2 separate regions of the Mus musculus genome follow, and region 2 is linked to region 1. A link is a contact called in public HiChIP or PLAC-seq data. All regions are on one chromosome and are shown on one strand. Each heading gives the region's core, a stretch centred on a gene start, on an enhancer-like site or on the middle of the called end of the contact. The rest is flanking DNA. Distances are from core to core; before and after follow the strand shown. Region 1 has its middle 26 kb from the start of AV064505. Region 2 has its middle 22 kb from the start of Mir5618.

Region 1 (3,545 bases), core at 755-3,254:
CAAAGCCCAAGATCCAGATTATATATATATAAATGCAAACAATTATTGTGCTTCATCTTCAGGACAAGAATGCCAAGTCAGCCGCTCCTCGTAGAAGGCAATGACCATCTGAGGACACTTCATGTTCGCCTCCTTTGGCAGCACCAAGCCAGCCCCGTCCGAGTCCTTCCACTTCATGAGAAACACTAATTCTCACTGCTGTCCGTGGCACCGATTATCCCTTCAGGATCAAGAGCTCTGGCAAAGCCCCTTGGTTTGTCAGCAGCGTCTCTCTTCTTCTTCGATTTGCTATCATCAGATTCACTGTCAGATAAAGATTTCCTTTTTGTACCATCTTTTTCTTTACCAGCTTTTTGAGAATTAAGAAATGCTTCAATTAATTCTGGACAATCTAAATTTTCTTCTGGTTCCCAAGGATTATCAGCGTCTGTGAACCCCTTCCACTTCAGGAAATACTCCACCTTCCCATTCACTACACGACGGTTCAGTACTTTTTCTACCACAAATTCTTCAGGCTCTGCCTCTTCAACTTTTTTACTCTTTCCATGTTGTTTCTTTCCCATTTTTTGCAATGTAGTTTTATTGGAGGACATTTTTAAAATTTAATCGGAGACTTGAAGAGTTCACCGCTCCGATGCTCAGGGCCGCGGATCCTGCAGAGTCTCCCGCCTGCTCGCTTCGGTTCAGCCACATCCGAGGGGACTTACACTTTTATATCATAGTCCATCATGGAAGGAAGCCAGGGCATGAACTCAAACAGGGCTGCAACCCGGAGGCAGGTGCTGGTACAGATACCAACAGCCCAGGGATGGAACCAATCACAATATGCTAGGCCCTCCTTCTTCAGTTACTAGTTAAGAAAATGAATACCTTACAGGTGGATCTTATGGAGGCATTTTTCTCAGTTAAACTCCCCTCCTTTCAGGTAACTCTAATAGGTGTGTCAAGTTAACATAAGAATAGCCAGTACACCAACAGGTTCCCTCCCTCCCTCCCTCCCTCCCTCCTTCCCTCCCTCCCTCCCTTTCTCTCTCCCTCCCTCCCTCCCTCCCTTCCTTCCTTCCTTCCTTCCTTCCTTCCTTCCTTCCTTCCTTCCTTCCTTCCTTCCTTCCTTCCTTCCTTCCTTTGCTTTTAGGGTGTGTGTGTTAAGGATGTGTACACGTGTGTTCATACATATAGAGAAATCATGCAAGTTCCCAAGGAGCCACTCACCTTGTTGTGTTGAGTCATTGACTTTCAGCTCCCCCATTAGGCCAGGCTGACTGCTCAGGGAGCTCAGGAACCCATCTGTCTCTGGCTTCTCCATACTAGGCTTACAAGAATATGCCACTAGCTCTGCTGTTTTCCTTGGATCCTGAAGAACAAGCTCATGTCTTCATGATCCTTGTCAAGTTCTTTATTGGCTGAACCATTTTTATGGTTCCAAACTCAAGCCTGCCAGATCATCACCTTTCTTTTGACTCCCAGTTGCCAACCAACTGGGCTTGGTGACACATAGCTGTAAATGTTCTACCAGCTGTGAAACCTCTGTCAGAAGCTCTACCTGCACCAAGGTAGAACTCTTACCTCATTACCACTTCCTGATAGCTGATCTGTCCCCTGTCCTCATCTGCAGCATTCTGTCGTTGGGCAGCATCTAGCAATTTTCATGATACATTTAGTTTACCAAATACACTGAGTATTTTGGAAAGCTCTGAAACCCAGTGCCCAGTGCACTGTAGATTAGATGAGCCAAGTACTTGTGTCTGACGTCTTACTGATTTCCAGGTGACTATGAGGAGCAGTCTGGCATGTCCCCTTTCTAAACTCACAGAATTTGTCCCAAAGTGCCTTGAGTCTAGGTAAGCTTTCCTTCCTCTTGGTCTTTTACCTGTGATTTTCTTTTGTGGTACCTCAGATGCATAACCTGAAAAACAAGTTTCTCTTTGCTCCAGGGAAGGGAGGGCTTAGCTCTTCAAAAAGAAGGGAACACATTTGCATTTCACTTCCTAGCTCATCAAAGAAAGGAGGTGAAAGGAAAAGACTACCTACTGAAATGGGGTGTGTGTGTGTGTACCCTGCTACAGAGTGCTGGAGAGGAAAATTAGTCAAGAACATGGAAGGAAGAGGGACCAGTAGAGGGACAGGTTGGTGGGGAAGAGGAGTGGCTCAAGGCGTGGTCTTTGAACTTGAGCTTCCCTGATTTTCCATGTAGATCATGGAGTCCAGAGTATCTCCAGTTCCACTGCAGACAGAAGGGATTGGGGACCGGGGACTGGGCACTTGTGTTCTGGCCTCAGGTGTACTTTCTTACTTTCAGTTAGAATGGTTTTGTTATTCTGTTGGGGTTGAAACTGGGAGCCAAGATCTTTGTTCTCACTTGAGGTTTGCTGAGACTGGTTGTCAGTCTTTGTCTTTAATAGCTTTAAGTTAGTTATATTTCACTTGTTTTTTAAATGGAACAGAGAAGTAAATGCTAAGATTCTATTCTGTTCTTGGGGAACCTGAACCTAAGAAGTCACGTGACTTTTTAGACCAGGGGGAACGCCAGGGCCAAGAAGTGGGAATGGGTGGGTAGGGGAGTTGGGGGAGGGTATGGGGACTTTTGGGATAGCATTGGAAATGTAAATGAGGAAAATACCTAATAAAAAATTTAAAAAAAAAAAGAAAGATGTGGCTCAGTGGGTCAAAGTGCTTGATGGCCAGTGTACTTGTACATGCTGTGCCTACACATACTCCTCCCGACAATAAACAAAATTTAATAAAACCAGTTAAAAATAATGAAACCAAAGGGGATGCTATTAATAGTTGTGGATTCTACTATTATGTATAATCCATTGCTTTTCTAATTTCAATAAATTTTAAATTTTAATTAGGACTTTGGCTTATTGTTTTAATACTGTGGGTTAGGAAACTGTTGACTTCTATTTTATTTTATTTTTTTAGTGCTGGGGGTTGACCTTAAGACACTGTTTGTGCATGCTAAGCAGGTGTTTATTCTACCATTGAGTCATACACCAGTATTGTGGGAAATATTCAAAAATACAATTCACACTACACCAGCAAGGCACTGGCAGCATGGGCAGTCTGTCCTCATCTTGTGGAAACTGACTCAGAGCTCCAAAATCTCTCCATCCAGCTCTCTAAGTTCCCACTGGTGGCTTTTTGGGGTGCACTTCTGGCAAACCTATGCTTTGCTGCTGTACCTTTCTCTCTGGAACCCAGTTGAACCGCTGCACGAAGGAAAACACCACACACACTTAGTTCGGAATCAATGGTAACTCAATCGCTGGGCACAACAACTAGAATCCTAAATTTTGTAAGCCATATTAAATCTAAATCCTCCTGGAGAATTTGCAGTCTAACCCAAGGATCACTAGTAGCTACATAAAAGCCCATATCTCTCTTCTCTTCTCTTCCTCCCTCCACCGGGAAGTCCTGCCTACTCTCTCAATGATTGGGTTCTTTATTCATTAGAAGGGTCACGTGAAGTCCTGAGTATGTGATTCACTCCTCATCCCAGATAATCCCTCTGAGAGAAGTTGAATTAACATCAAAATACAAAC
Region 2 (3,545 bases), core at 450-2,949, 85 kb before region 1:
TTGTGTCCTGGATTTCCTGGATGTTTTGAGTTAGGATCTTTTTGCACTTTGCATTTTCTTTGATTGTTGTGTCCATGTTTTCTATGGAATCTTCTGCACCTGAGATTCTCTTTTCCATCTCTTGTATTCTGTTGCTGATGCTGTCCTGATTTCTTTCTCCAGAGTTGTCTCCCTTTGGGTTTTCTTTATTGTTTCTACTTCCATTTTTAGATCTTGGATGGTTTTGTCCAATTTCATCATCTGATTGGTTGTGTTTTCCTGTAATTCTTTAAGGGATTTTTGTGCTTCCTCTTTAAGTTTTTCTTCCTGTTTAGTGGTGTTTGCCTGTATTTTTGTTTTGTTTTGTTTTGTTTGTTTGTTTGTTTGTTTTTTGAGACAGGTTTTTTCTATATAACCCTGGCTGTCCTGGAACTCACTCTGTAGACCAGGCTGGCCTTGAACTCAGAAATCTGCCTGTCTCTGCTTCCCAAGTGCTGAGATTAAAGGCGTGTACCACCACCACCCTGTCTGTATTTCTTTAAGTGAGTTATTAATGCCCATCTTAAAATTCTCCTCCAGCATCATGAGATATGATTTTAAATCTGAATCTTGCTTTTTGGGTGTGTTGGGGTACCCAGGACTTGCTGTGGTGGGAGTGAGTACTGGGGTCCGATGATACCAAGTATTCTTACTTTCTGTTAGTAAGATTCTTACATTTGCCTTTTGCCATCTGGTAATCTCTGATGTTAGATGTTCTAGCTGTCTCTGGTTGGAGCTTGTTCCTCCTGTGATTGTGCTAGCCTCTGTCAGCAGTCCTGGGAGTCTAACTCTCTCCTGAATCCCAGTGGTCAGAGCACTCTCTGCAGGCAAGCTCTCTTCTGGCAGGGAAGGTGCACAGAGGTCTGGAGCTCAGCTCTGCCTCCTGGCTGAAGATGAAGACCCGAAGGGACCCTGTCCAAGAAGCTCTGTTACTCCTGTGGCCCACATGCTCTCCTGCGTGGACTGGTCTCTGAGAGACCCAGAATACAAGATCCTGCCTTTTTTTTTTTTTTTTTTTCAGTAAAAAAAGAGGATGAGTGGTTTGCGGAGGGGCAGAGGTGGGGGGGGGGTGCTCAGAATATAAGAAGTAATAAAAGTAATAAAATGTGTTATTATTAGTGTGTGCTTAGGTGTATGTGTGGAGGTCAGAAGACACTGTGCAGTTGGCCGCCTCTTCCTCTTTAAGTTTCCAGGTATCAGACTTGCATCAGGCTGTGTGGCACATGCCTTTGCCTGATGAACCATCTGCATGGCCCCTCAACTGGTCCCAGACCGGCTGTGCCAGGGTTCTAGACAGGGTCCCAAGGGGGGGGGGGGAGGATGAAAATAAAGATATCTGAAAGGAAAGAGTCAAGGGTGGGTTTGGGAGAGCTGCACAGGTTGGTGACAGCCCTCTAACAGGGAAGCAGAAGACGGGTTAGAATCACAGGGAGTTCAGAATATCTCAAGTTCCCCTCAAGGTGCATTCTGGGATGGCAAACAAAGCATTTTATATCTCAGTGTCTGGAACATTTAACCACATAAATGTAGGAGCAATGTTAAGTGTTCCCAGACTTCAGCCCCCAGAGGTCCTGGTGCCAGTACATGCCAGCCTTCCTGGCATAACCCTGACTAGGTAAAATGCCACACCCCATCATCATAGCTCTAGGCAATCTCTGGTCTGTCAGTCTAAAATGGATTTTCTTTGTCCATTTGTGTCTTATGTGTATGTATGTGCAGAAGTGCTCAAAGGGGCCAGAGGCATTGCATCTTCTGGAGCTGGGTTACAGGAAGTTGTGATTCCACTATTGTGGCTGAGAACTCAACTTGTTCTTAACCACTGACCAGTCTCTCTAGTGCCCCTCAGTGACCTTTTTAAAGAGATATAATAAACCTTATAGAGCTGTAATAGCTAATCTTGGTTGTCCACTTGACAAGTAAGACAAAAACTACTGGGCACTTCTGAGAGAGATTTTCTTGGTCAGATTATCTGGAGCATAAAGGTCCACTCCAAATGTGAGCTGTACCTTCTGGTGGCAGCTCATATAAAAATATCGAGGAAGAAAGAAACTTGGCTTTTCATCCGCTTGCCCTTACTCTGGTTGGTAATTTCACCTGTCCTGTTGTGGAGGCATTCCTTCACTGATATTAGAAGCAACTTCTTCAGAATTCCACTGCCCAGTGAAAACCAGTAGCTCTCCAGTAATCCTCTAAACCTGCAGCACCACACTGGGACTTCCAGGCTTGTGGACTGAGCAACTATCGGTGTGAGGCAACTACTTTTGGACTCTGTGTTGTAGCCTCCAAATTACCAATGCTAAATCTCTGAGGTTAATTGTCCTGCTTCTTGGAAGCCTCACCAAAGAGACTCCAGTCTTGTGTGCAGATGGTTTGCCTCTGTGTGTTCCCCTGCAAAAGCTCCCATCTTCCCTCCCTTCCTTCAGTGGCAAGTGCAGTATGCAGGGAGCTGGTTTCTGCTGAGATCCCCCACAGCAAGCTCAGGGCTCCCTCCCCATCCCTGGCTGCTCTGAGGGAGCTCAGCCTGGCATTAGAATGGCCCTGCCCATAAAACCCTCCTTAATGAAAATACATTCAAGGAGCCATAGGCTTGCTTGAGACAGCCTTCCCACCTCTGCGTCGCCAAAAACTAACTCTCCCTGTGATAAATGGCCGAACTCTCCAGGTGCCTGTCCTTGGGCCTTGAACTCAGAAATGTGCCTGCCTCTGCTTCCCAAGTGCTGGAATTAAAGGCACGTGCTACCACTGCCTGGCATTTTAGTGATTTTTTAAATTGTTGAGTTATATATTTTTATTTAATATATAAATATATGTAAATATATTTGTATATTTATGCTATATTAAATATATTCTTATAAATAAATATATATATACATACACATGTGTATGTATATATATATATATATATTACGTGTGTATGTGTGTGTGTGTGTGTGTGTGTGTGTGTGTGTGTGTGTGTATGTGTGTGTGTATGTGTACTGTCTTAGGGTTTACTGCTGGGAAGAGACATCGTGACCATGGCAACTCTTATAAAGACAAACATTTAATTAGGGCTGGGTTACAGTTCAGAGGTGTGACCCATCATCACCATGGCAAGAAGCATGGCAGCATGCAGGCAGACATGGAGCTGGAGAAGGAGCTGGAAGCATCTGGATGGTCAGGCAGCAAGAAGAACTGCCTTGAGCTTCTGAGACCTCAAAGCTCACCCCTAGTCATGCATCTCCTCCAATAAAGGCACCTGCTCCGACACCTCTCCCCAAGACTTTTAGGACTGCCTTTTTACTATAATTTAGGCCTTTTGGTCTACTGTGCGTTAGGCTTCCTGTAGTCTCCCCTCCCCCAGCCTGAAACCTGCTTGCTCAGGGGTGGAGCTTCCTGCTCATTCGTTCTGCCACGCCCACTGCTGGAACCTGCGGAGCCACACCCGTGCACCTTTCTACTGGACCAGAGATTATTCGGCGGGAATCGGGTCCCCTCCCCCTTCCTTCATAACTAGTGTCGCAACAATAAAATTTGAGCCTTGATCAGAG

The links. HiChIP or PLAC-seq counts read pairs in DNA pulled down with a chosen protein or histone mark.
Region 2: an H3K27ac HiChIP or PLAC-seq map of embryonic stem cells shows a contact between it and region 1, with 5 read pairs. The contact joins two enhancer-like sites. A contact is called at or near these places in 2 of 15 datasets of contacts at CTCF or cohesin (the G1E-ER4 cell line and large pre-B cells), 8 of 484 Hi-C or Micro-C datasets (the G1E-ER4 cell line, bone marrow-derived macrophages, double positive thymocytes and 3 more), 4 of 115 datasets of contacts at active chromatin or transcription factors (all in embryonic stem cells) and 1 of 9 other capture datasets (embryonic stem cells).

The regions. Positions count from the first base shown.
Region 1 is chr9:7,720,195-7,723,739 of GRCm38.p6, reverse strand. It overlaps the pseudogene Cbx3-ps8. Among named protein-coding and RNA genes, the nearest start is that of AV064505, 26 kb to the right of the region's middle. Within about 2 kb of position 2,004, at least 15 of the 459 cell types and tissues checked have an H3K27ac peak or open chromatin away from gene starts, as enhancers often do. A contact at or near this core is called in embryonic stem cells, where this site is marked.
Region 2 is chr9:7,804,980-7,808,524 of GRCm38.p6, reverse strand. No RefSeq gene overlaps it. Among named protein-coding and RNA genes, the nearest start is that of Mir5618, 22 kb to the right of the region's middle. Within about 2 kb of position 1,699, at least 22 of the 459 cell types and tissues checked have an H3K27ac peak or open chromatin away from gene starts, as enhancers often do. A contact at or near this core is called in embryonic stem cells, where this site is marked.